Regions from separate parts of the Bombyx mori genome. Here region 1 is linked to region 2. Evidence: chromatin contacts called from public Hi-C data. All regions are on one chromosome and are shown on one strand. Each heading gives the region's core, a stretch centred on a gene start, on an enhancer-like site or on the middle of the called end of the contact. The rest is flanking DNA. Distances are from core to core; before and after follow the strand shown. Region 1 holds the start of LOC101745220 (homeotic protein spalt-major). Region 2 overlaps LOC101745220 (homeotic protein spalt-major).

Evidence for each region. Hi-C and Micro-C count contacts between places; a contact is called where the count stands out from the background.
Region 1: a contact with region 2 is called in a Hi-C map of midgut, with 1.6 times the contacts expected there. The contact joins the promoter of LOC101745220 here to the enhancer-like site in region 2. A contact is called at or near these places in 2 of 7 Hi-C or Micro-C datasets (midgut and whole pupa).

What each region holds. Positions count from the first base shown.
Region 1 is chr3:2,617,782-2,624,101 of ASM3026992v2, reverse strand. It overlaps LOC101745220 (homeotic protein spalt-major), which reads left to right and starts at 2,281. Exons shown (of 11, transcript XM_021346522.3): 1 at 2,281-2,572; 2 at 2,852-3,045; 3 at 3,440-3,737. The coding sequence starts at 2,852.
Region 2 is chr3:2,581,875-2,588,102 of ASM3026992v2, reverse strand. LOC101745220 (homeotic protein spalt-major) reads left to right here. Exons shown (of 11, transcript XM_021346522.3): 10 at 195-341; 11 at 3,842-6,228. The coding sequence ends at 4,281. Among protein-coding and RNA genes, the nearest start is that of LOC101745070, 15 kb to the right of the region's middle. Within about 2 kb of position 1,627, at least 5 of the 8 cell types and tissues checked have open chromatin away from gene starts, as enhancers often do.

The DNA of each region.
Region 1 (6,320 bases), core at 1,032-3,531, 35 kb before region 2:
GGAAAAACTGTCCAAAAATCAGCAATTTTTCCTGCAGTAAAACCCCGTCTATACCATAAATTTATATTTGCTTCGTCCATCGCAGGGAAAGCAAAGGGAATGTAATTTAAGTCGCCAAGTTTTTAAGCATGAAAACTAAATTGAAAATGAACTAATTTTTTAGTAGTAGTAAATTGATTTTTACTCAGTATAGTTGTGAAAATACTAAACTAGATGCAATACAATTATTCTCACATATTTTTAAATTTGGTCTTTGTTATAGTCATTGATTGTACGGTACTCACATCCACAAGCTTCAGAATATAGCAACAAGAAGACGTGATTTAAGAATGAAAAAAATAAAAAATCAGATGGCACGATAGGTGGATGGCGCTATGATTAAAGTAATCCTTGTGCGTTCAAATCTTTAAATTAAATTATTATTTTATTTTAAAGATCAATTTTACCAATTTCTACGGTGATGGTCTACGGACTTCCACGGTGAAGGAATGACTTCGTGTAATAATCATCAAACCCGCAAAATTATAATTTGCGTCATTACTGGCGGTAGGACCTCTTGTGAGTCCGCACGGGTAGGTACCACCACCCTGCCTAATTCTACCGTGAAGCAGTAATGCATTTCCGTTTGAAGGGTGGGGCAGCCGTTGTAACTATACTTGAGACTTTGAGACCTTAAAGCTTCAAGATGGGTGGCGCATTTACGTTATATATAGATGTCTATGGACTCCAGTACTTAACACCAGATGGGCTGTGAGCTCGTCTATTCATCTAAGCAATAAAAAAATAAATAAAGAAAAGCAAACGAAAACAAAGAAAAATACCTACTTCATACATATACTTGGTTCTTCAATAAAAGATAATTAATAGGAACTGGTCTTCGTCTGTCGGCCAGCTGCTAAATATTTTCTATTAATATTATAAAAATACTACTAGGAGTATTGCAACAAAAAGTCACTTAATAAACTAAGTAAACTTATTGAAAAACTTCAACACCTACCAACCTAACCTAACATGGTTACACGTACCTACAAATTCATCCTCCTCGAATCGTGTTCCTCATGTCCGAGGGTCGTGATCACCATCACCCATGAGCTTCAATCTTAAGATGTTTTTCCACTTTCCCCTGTCCACGGCGTCATGCAGAAATGCACAAATGCGTCATGCACAAATTCATAAATAGGTACATAAATCAAAAGTTCCATTAAAATTATGTTGTTTTTTCAGGGATTCAATAGTGGATACTATTGAATACTTTAGTGCTTACTTTTTTAATCGTTCCTTTTTTTAAGTACATACGTAAATTTACCATGAAATAAATATATTTGTGTGCAAGTCCCAAGTCAAAAAATATAATTTTGTTGCATTTTAGTATGTACCTATTAGATAAAATAAGTATAAGTTTTTAAGGAATAAAAAAAAATACGTAACTGGCCACCATGAAATAAAAAAAGAAACTCCACTTCAATGAAATTAAATTCGATCCAAAATTTAATTGTGTAGGTACTATGTAACTCATTAGCTAAAGATAGTTCCTACCTAGCTGTTATTCAAGAAATTTTAGAAAAATTGAATCGTTTCAAGCATTTTATTCGAACTAGTCATTCGTGATGAAGATTAATGCACTTCGTATTCAAATGTAGAAACGGAACGATGGAATTCAGTAAAAACAAAAAACAACTTCAACTTCGTCAGCCTATTCTTTCGAGTTCACGGTTGTTTATGTGTGTGTCTGGTAAAAAGTGATTGAAATTGTATGTACATATATACAGAATGTACGCGTGCGTACTTTTTACCATACAACGTACACACTCACATGTACATTCATCAGTAACCAACCAACGTACTATTCATAATACTGATGTTTATAAAATATATTGTGGCATTTGCTTGGATTTAAATTTGAAATTGCACCCCAGCTGCGGTTTTTAAAATGAAATATATGATTTTACTGCCGATACTCAACAAGAGTTTTTAAATAAAAATATATTGAGTAGGTATTCGATGTACTTATATAAGTACTAATGAAACTCGTCTCACACAACAATCCTATTTTTATATCATATACTGATTATGGTGTTAACTATTTAATAAATGCATGTATCTGGACACTAAGTACATTTTTGTACAACTACAATCCAGTAGGTAATGTACCAGACATAATGTGCCTACAGCTTACACACACTAACGTACTTGACTATATCGTGGAAATTTTATTTATGCGCGTTGTAAACGAGCTAGCATTAACAGTATAAAATAGTATAAATTTAAAAAAAATTAAATTCATCTTATTGACGTGGATGTAGAGGCATGTCGCTGGCGCGTAGTACAATTTATAAAGTTGTATATTAATTACAGTATAATAAAGCATGCGGGGGACGAGGGGGCGCGCCGCGCTCTCATATTCCGTATATTGATTGTGTGCGAGGGGGCCGGGGCAAGGAGGGGGCCACAGCGTGCCCCACTCTGTTTTTTACGACACGGCTTTCTGTGTAACATAATTATTGTATTAAATTTTGTGAAATGTCTCGGTGTTACTTGTGAAAAATCTGGGTGCCGGAAACGCGAATACGAGGTAAGAAATTTACCCGGCTCGGATTTCTTTCAAATTTTTGTGTTTTTGAATTTAATATAAATACAATTTATAGCTATAAATTCCGTCGGCGCCGCGTACCTACAGTATATTACACTGTCATACCGCGTACGTATAGTGTTTTTTACGGGCATCGTTCTAAAAATAAGTTGTAATAATTATAATTTTATGTAGCGGTCGCAACAGAGTTCGTTTTGTGTCGATAATTCATGAGACGTGAAGTGTGTGATGAGTGTTCCTGAAGTGGTTCCGGTGGTACAGATGCAGGGGCTGGTGAGCGACAAGACGTTCCACTTGAAGTGGAACAACCACCTGCAGAACCTGAGCCAGCTGTTTACGACCATCTACTCGTCGTCAGCGCTGGCGGACGTCACGCTCTCCTGCCGCGATGGGACCCTCAAGGCGCACAAACTTGTGCTCTCAGCTTGTAGTCCGTATTTCGAACAAATATTCAAGTGAGTACATGTTTTAATTCATCAAACCATTAAAGCAATAATGCTAAGTTCATATACAATTACTTATGTTTTTTAAATCTATTCCAAGTACTGCATCATTTGGTCATTATGACATCATTATTTTTTCTAGTGAAGTTATTTATAATACCAACAGTGCACTGTTCAGAGCCAGTATTTTGCAGACTATTCAAGTATATTTAAATAGTAAACAATTTTATGTAACAATATTTTTTATTACCACTAAATGTTACATAAAAGTCATACAAGTTGAATAAAATTATTTTATCTTATGATAACAGAAAAATAATAAAATATTATTTGATAATATTCTGAGTTTGACACCAACATAAGTTAGATAAAATGTTCATTTAAAACAATATTAAATCTCTAACAGGGACAATCCATGTCAGCACCCCATCGTGATTTTAAAAGGGATCCCTTTTTCTGAGATCAACCTCCTTGTGGAATTCATGTACAAAGGGTCAGTGGATGTTCAAGAATTGGACCTGCAGTCATTAATGCATACAGCTTCCGAGTTAGAGATCCGAGGACTAGCTTATGAAGCTCGTGACAATGCTGCCCAGCTTTTAAATGTGAATTTAGAGTACCCCACAACATATCCACAGACAGCAACTTCCACTCAATCCTCGTTTCAACAAGCTCGTGCAACAGACGTTGAAAGACTAAAACAGGTATGATGCAGTTTCTTAGTTTAGTATTTATATACCATGAATTCAATTTTAAACATTGAATTCAAATTTTTTATTTTAAAATTTTATTTTTGTATGTTGCATTACATTTTTAGCACAGTTTAGCATTAGTGAAATATACAAAAAAACATAATTAAGAATATCTGAATCAGAATGGTTCCTTTTAAACAAATAGTACTCTGTGTACCCTCATTGGGTTTGTTACATTTCCTTTAAATTTAATTTCTATTTTAATAAATGCACACTTTTTAATTGCTATAATTATTACATTCAATTATCTGACCAGTGAGAAAAGCCTAATGAGAATTTTGTTTTTAAAATGAAGTTTTAATTTTGTGATTTTGCCCAGTTCAATTTTAGAAAAATAATAATTTAAACGTTATATAAAAATAAAATCTTGGTAATGTGAAGGGACTAACCTTGGTCTGTGCTAATTGGTGTCAATAAAAAACATTCCATTATTTTTTTAATGCTCTAATCAAATACATGTAACATGTTTGCTTAAAATTTATACTACTAATACTGTGGTGAATAAATAAAAAAACAAACTCCTAACATGTTAAGATACCGATTATGTGTCTATGAGTAAATTCTAACAACATGTGTTTGTAGAATATGAAGTACTTAAATATAAAAAAGTTAATGCATTAATATAAAGTACAATGTTATTTGCCCGGAAAGTATTCACTTATTAACATTAATTACCTGGGGCTTGTTCATATAATTAATTAAAAGTATATTTATTTGCATATCGTAATAAATTAGAATGTTGATTGGTATAGCATTAATTTTTAAATTTTATATCGTTATCTACCAAAATATTTTAATACAACATTCAGAAAATGTATATACGGCCGTTGAGGTTTTATTTATTTTTGTGTTCGTTCAGACGGAATACAATCTCATTGTCCAGCTGCAGCTAACTGGGTAGTGATGTCCATGGACACCATAACGATGAATCATCATAACTCATGCACACATTCCAAGGCTTTGTTAAAGTATCAATTGTATGACGTAATTTAATGTAAATATAAAGATGTTGGAGATAATGGTGATTTAAAAAAAATATAGGTAGTAGAAAAACATTATATGTGATCGGGAAAACCTTTGATGTATTAACAATCGAATTCTCAATCCACTCCTTATTAGGTTATTCATTAGAATTCATAATTATGACAACATATTAAAAAAAATTAACAATTACTTTGAAAGATGCAATTTTTTTAATAGCACGTGCTATTTTCTTTCAAATTTTAATACAACTAAAGAATACTTGGACTATTATTTTTTAAATTTATATTTCAACATTTGAGTCATGCTACTTTCCGTCTAGGTACTGTCTTAGTTGCCACAAGCTGTGTTCGTCCTCCACTCCCTTCGATCAGCGATTATATTTCTATAGCATGTCATAGTCATTCTTCACTTTCATGATTTTCATTATTCTAGGTGGTTCTATATTTCGGAAATATGAAATAATGTTCACGCCATAAGAATTTCTAATTTATATACGGCACGAAGTTTACCAGTTTATTGCTGTTGGCAACACAGTTCGGACAACTAACTTAGTGATTTATATGTGCCGTGAATTTTTCGGTATAAATTCAAGATCAATGTGTTTCGAAGCCTTTCAAGCGGATTTAGACTTATTTGGAAAAACCTTTGGCTGTACATGTGTACGAATTGGTATAGATAAAAAAAAAAAGTTAAAAATTATGATTTATCGGTTTTTGTTTCGACGTGTTTTAGTTAATACGTTACTTTCTGATTACTGGCAACGCTAATTTGCATTTAGTCATTCTCAAAACATCAGTTTTTTTTTTTTTCATTTTTAACGTATCGCAAACGATAATCATTTATCCTAAAATAAACAATCACGTAATCATTGTATTTTATGAGTAATAAATTTTCTTGTATATATATTTACGTATTCACCACATACGTATACATATGCTAAACATCAATACCTTGATCTTTATGACACTTTGATATTGATTTTAAAAAGTTAAAATGTGCATTTGAAATTAACTGGTGGTAGGACGGAAGGACCTCTTGTGAATCCGTACAGATAGGTACCACCAAATTGTCTATTTCTGCGGATCAGTTTCCGCCCCTGATTGACTGCTGATCTGAGGATCGTAGGCGTTTGTATACTCTTCGTCTGGGATTTAAATTTTTATAATTTAAATGTATGGATGAATATTAGTCTCCTGTTCAGTCTGTCTGTGGATCCTGTTCCTCCGGTTTCTATTTTGTAGCCAGATTATTGTGATTTGCCGACTGACCGAAAAACAAATCAATATTAATACCATAGGGGATTCCCCTAGGAAAACCTTCATGCTTGATTTGGTTTTTTTTAAGCCTTTTTCTATTTACTGTTTAACAAAATGTCAATTAATATTAATGACTGCATCGAAGTAACGGCCATCTTATTATTTCGGTCCACGGTTGTATTTTGTAAGTAATGTAAAAACTACAAACGTAATTATATTAAAACAAAAAATATGTATTGTTCGATCAATTCAAATTAATATTGTTCGTGTATTCAACAGAAATAGTATTATAGGA
Region 2 (6,228 bases), core at 378-2,877:
TGCTAGGGTCAGTGTTAGCATCACTCCGGTTTGAGCCCCGTGAGCTCACCTACTAGCTAAGGTTGCGCCGAAATAGCCTCTTAAGGCTATCATCAGCTTAGGTAGAAAAAAATTTACATAAAAGTGTCACCTTTAAAAAGAATATTTCACAAACACAAGTAGCGGTAAGTGGAAATTGTGATCATCAATTCCAGACCTGGAAGGTTGCGTACTAACGAGCGGCTCAGTGATGGGTCCGAGCCCTCAGCAGATCTCCCACATCACGACTCCCTCCGGACACCAACTGTTACTCAAGAGGAAACGTGGACGACCTCCGAAGAATTATTTCATGCCCAAACAAGGTGCGTGCGTGCATAACCATTCCGTTTAATTTTAAAACTCTGTTTGCACATTGAAAAATTTAATGTACTAAATGAAAAAGACTTAATTTCTTAAACAATTGACGTTATCACTTCCATTCTAAATTTGTCGGCATGTCAAAATTTAGTGCATTGAATTTCATAGAACAGCTTCAAGTTTTAGACTGGTTTTTTGTTTGTGTGTCTGTGTGGCATTTTTTTTATTATCAACGAACGTTATACAGTGTGTAACAAAATCTTATTCTTTTTAGAAAAAATATGAATGTAATTAAATGCAAAATAATGAATAAATTAGATTATATTATTATAAAACTAATAATTGAATATCAAATTATTTGCTAGTATTTGGTTAAAAGCACCGCGTTATTCTTTTTAGAAAAATTATGAATGTAATTAAATGCAAAATAATGCATAAATTAGATTATATTATTATAAAACTAATAATTGAATATCAAATTATTTGCTATTATTTGGTAAGAGCACCGCGTTATACAAAGTCATTCTTCTATTCTAACATAAAGTGATAGGTGTGCCAATCACCTCAATTGACTATTCCGTTATTTGCTTAACGGTTCTCAGCTGTTTGAAATCGCTAAGTTGTGTGATCTATTCATAAACATACTTACATTATACAAATCATTACTTAAATACGATCGTTAACATTTGTACACAAAATATAAAGTTTTTGCAACACACTGTATAAATATCATTAACTAATTAGTTAAAAGAAAGAATATGCAAGTGATTTAAATTATTTATTCTGTTTGATAAATGTTTATTTCTATACTACATATACAGTTTTTACACTAGCCATATTACAATGCATGTGTTTTGGCGTTATCTGATTCCTCTTTCATCGTGATTGAATGTAGTTGGGTCATAGGGAACCCTAAGTATATCTCATAGTATCAGAATATTTATATTGGTAAATATTTTTAATACAATTTTATAGATTTTTTTTAACTAAAATGATAGTTTTTAAAGCTAGATTTCATAAAAATAATACAGAATACAAATCAGTGGAAGAATTGTACACTGGAGCCATTTATTTTGCTTAACTACTTGCACAAAAATAATTTCAATTTAAAACATACTCTTATTTAAAACTTCAATACCATATATTTAATTATGGTTCTTAAAGTCTTACGACTAAGTGCCACGATTACAAAATCAATTAATTTCGATCGCGTTCTTTAAAGATGACTCACAATAAACTTCCTTTTTTGTGATTCCGCAACAACAATGAGCGTTATTAATTCACATCGTGTTTGAATCATCAGTACATGTGTCATATTGTTACGTTTGTGTGTGTTATGCATGTGTGTGAGTTGAATAATTGAAATGGCGGGAAATTTGAATCATTGAAGTTTCAAAAATTTTGACATTTTATTGGTATAATAAACACACCCGGATTGTTACCAATTTTGTTTCTTTCAACGTGTAAAGCAATCATGGGTTTTGTGTCGTTTGAGGCTTAGACGTAAATGAATGCAATTGTTTATATCCATATAGGTACTATGTCATTTTAAACTTTTAACAAACTATGAAAAGACAATTGAAAGTAACATATTGTTAATAATACTTTTGTATTGAATACATTAAAATAAATATAAACATATTGAATTCAATTGCAATGAACACATTTGATGATGAAAATTTATACGCCAACTGCATAGAAAATTATTTTTATTTCATTGTATGGGTGTGATTAAATTGTGGTGCGAACGTTTTGTTTATTTATTAACTTATTATATCGAAAGATATCATTGGAGTTTAATTTATTAATTTTTGTTGTTGTTCTTTTATTGTAGAAGATGACATTTATGCTTTTTTGTTTCCGCTGTCCTTGTACTTATTCTCTGTTGATTTTTGTTTCAAATTTAAATTATGTTAGAGAAGTCTAGAGTTTCAATCAAATTTCAATTAAATCTACTAGAAAATATCTTAATTAAATTTGCTTCTTAGTTGTTTTGAAATTCAATTGTTTTTTTTTTCACTGATTTTTGTCTATATCCGTTTGGTATTTCATTCATACCTTTAATATATTTGTCAATAATTTTTATTTACTATTTAATTAAGTATAAATGTGTATAGATTGCCTACATAACGCTTGAACTTAGTAAGCCAACAGAGAATACGTACACGCCATCTAGTGGTGACGCTGCGCTAACTGCAACTCTCTCCTTAGGTATGGATGTCGATTTAGCGATGCAGTACGGACTAGCCGCTGAACTGAACAAAATTTGTTAGTATACTTTCCAAATTATAAATGCATGAACAAGTAACACTATATATCGACGCTTGAAAGGCAAACGTGACTAAGCGACAATAACTGCTTTGTACATAAATGATAGGCAATAACCATAATCGATGCGCAAAAAAAAAATATTTTTAGTTCTATTAAAATCATTTACGGTAGGCAGCGGCTTGGCTCTACCCCTGGCATTGCTGACGTCCATGAGCGATGGTAACCACTCACCATCAGGTGGGCCGTATGCTCATCTGCCTTTAAGGTAAAAAAAAAAACAATCCTACAGCTACCTACAGCTAGATACAAAATATTTTTTTTTCCATGTATTTCAACTATAAATTAGTCTACTGTAAAGTTCACGCATTGTCGCTTAGTCACGTTTGCCTTTAAGCGTCGATATATATACACACTAATATTGAAATATGTACAGGGTGTTCGAAAATTGGTCTTTTTACTTCCATTTCTAGAACAATTTATCGAAAACTAAAAACATTAAAAATATTGTTTTTGTGAAAGAAAAAAAAAACGAACTATTACCGTCGATCAGAAACAATTCGTGATCTATCAAACTTTGCTTGTGCTTTCATAATACAGCTTTGTTTTATTTTTTGCACTGTTTTCTTCATACTGAAAATTGAAGGTAAGTTCGTATCTGCTTATGACTGAATGCCAATCTTACTAACAAAAATTCTTTTTTGAATGTCTATAGTGAGCTGAGTGAAGTTAACAAATTTGAAATAATACCATATTGATTTTGTTTAAAGAGCTTTTGGTATTTAACACGTTCCAAATACTGAAAATCTATTAAAGCAATTGCAATAGAATAATAATGTTAATAAAAGATAAATAATCGCCTAAACTTTTAGTTACAATTGTGTTTTGTATTGCTTAGATGGGTGGACGAGCTCACAGCCCACCTGGTGTTAAGTGGTTACTGGAGCCCATAGACGTCTATAACGTAAATGCGCCACCCACCTTGAGACATAAATTCTAAGGTCTCAAGTATATTTACAACGGCTGCCCCACCTTTCAAACCGAAACGCATTACTGCTTCACGGCAGAAATAGGCAGGGTGGTGGTACCTACCCGCGCGGACTAACAAGAGGTTCTACCACCAGAAAAAATATTGTTAAAATATTGTATAGTAAAAAAATGGTGCATAATCTACTATAAAAATTGAATCCCTTTAAACTTTTTATTTTCCAAAATCAACTGATGTGAATGTTTCCAGATGGACGTCCGAACGAAAACTACAATGCGACTAATCTACCCTTCGGCGACTTCTCGTACCTGACGGAAATGATCTACAACCCCATGACGTACAGCTACGGCGTGACCAGCGTCGACCCGGACCGGAACGTCGACACCGACCAGAGCATGTCCACCGAGCCGCACGACCGGACCATCGACGTGTCCGACACGTCATCGGACGACGACGACTCGCGAGTCGAGCCGGAAGAGAACATCCCTGCCGTTGCCATGGAAACGCAGATCATGACCGTCGGCGACTGTCAGATCGTCAAACTTCCCGCCAACAACGATGATAAGGACGACAAAATTGATCAATCGGCTGAGGGTAGTGTAGTGACGTCATCGACTCCTAGCTCGGTCACCATCACCCCTATAACCACAGTGGGCGACTGCACCATACGGCCCGTCGAGAACACATAATGTGTGCAACCGTCTGTCCCCATAATATGCGGAGGTCTGCTTCTATGGTTCGTGTGAGCGCGTCGCGACGTTTCCCTGTAATCGATTATTTTAATTATGTCGATAGTATCGATCGATACTGAATCAGTATTCTACTTAGGTATAGTTTTACAAATTTTAAACTTTTTAGTTTTAATCATACAATACATCATCCGGTTTTCGAGTGTCGTAACGTTGTTAATTAACGATAAGAATAATTGGAATTGAAATTTTTTTTATCGATTTTTTGATGAATCGTTTTTGGTTTGGCACGACAAAAAATACTCTTGTACAAACGTTATATGGTTTAGGGTTTTAGTTTGTAAGAATGAAAGACTTATGAAACGACATAGTTAAATTACAGGGAGACGCCATGTTCGCTCACTGCGGAGTCGAGCTGGTATGGGGAGGGCACGATTATCCATTGTGGTAGCATTTAATTATAATGGCATTTACATGCGCCATAAAAACAACACTATTATATACTATAAAGACAACGCTTCGAGATACTGCAGGTTTTCTTAACTAGGGTTGAGATAATCGATAATCGATGCGTAGTTCAACAAAACTTTTTAGTAGTGATATCTCGAACAACTTATATAAACATATTATGACTAAACTTACTAATCGATTTAACAGTACCCACACGTGAGCGCTACATATTTTATAGATATTTCTTTTTCAATGGTTCGTATTTATTCTTGAGTTATATGAATCATGTAAGTCTTCCGTATTCGTAATGCTACTACAATGACATTGACAAAAACCATCGAGTATTCCTTGAATTAGGTTTTGACTGTCGACCCGTGCATTTAAGGAATCAGCGAGGAATATTAATTTATTTCATTCGAACGTTTTATTTTATAAACGCCATAAGCTTTACAATTTAATTAAACGTGATACTCATATATATACCTGTGTACCAGAACAAATTCGTCACAATCCAACAAACTTTCTACGTAATATAATTAACTAGGGATATAATAATAATAATAAAAAACAAACAAACAAACAAAATAGTTTCGTATTATTTTTACATTAAACATAACACCAAATACAGATTGAATATTAGTCTCGGCGGAAAGCTCCCTCTGCACATTGACTAATAGATTTAATATTTTGCGAATATATAACTATACATTAGGCGCGTCGTAACACGCGAAGTTACGAAGCGATAATATTTAGATGCGCTGTTCGCGACATGCACTAACGAAGTTGCCTTCAATGGTTTTAACTGTAATCGTATTGTAATAAGGGGCACTTCTCAAAAATATTACACTTGCGGCCACGAACGCGTCGGCAGTGTAGATCTCTCGGTCGATCTGATGCAACACGAGAGACTGACTTCCATTATATATGTTAACGTTAATATTTTTGAGCAGTGCGATAAAGTTTCGTGTAAATTATCGAACAAGTCGCGTTCGTATCGATAATATATAAAGAATATCGATAGGTTTAATCACTCAATACTCTAATCGGTTTTAAAACGATTTTCTCAATTTATTATTGTGTAGGAGGAAATCGATTAAATAATAATCGCGAACGATCAAACCTAACCTTGTGTTTAAATTTATAAGCGGTGTTCGTATAATAAATGTTTGGGTTTGATTCGATCGATGTAATAATTCCCGAGAATTGTCTGTGGTGGTTTTGATTCCACAAAAAAAATAAGAAGGTCTGATCTATTCGGTATATATGGAAATTTTCGTGCATTTTTTTTTGGTGTTGTCAATCTGTAGACTGTCTTTTTTGGATCAATTATTGAAGAAATACCTTCTGTTTCGAACAGGGTTAAATTATCGATGTTTTAGTGAAGTGATTATTGGATGACTTTTATTTATTTATTGCATAAACAATGGTGAATCCTAATCTGGTGGTAAGTGGTTAATCTGAGTTCATAGACATATCACAACGTGAATGTCGCCAGTG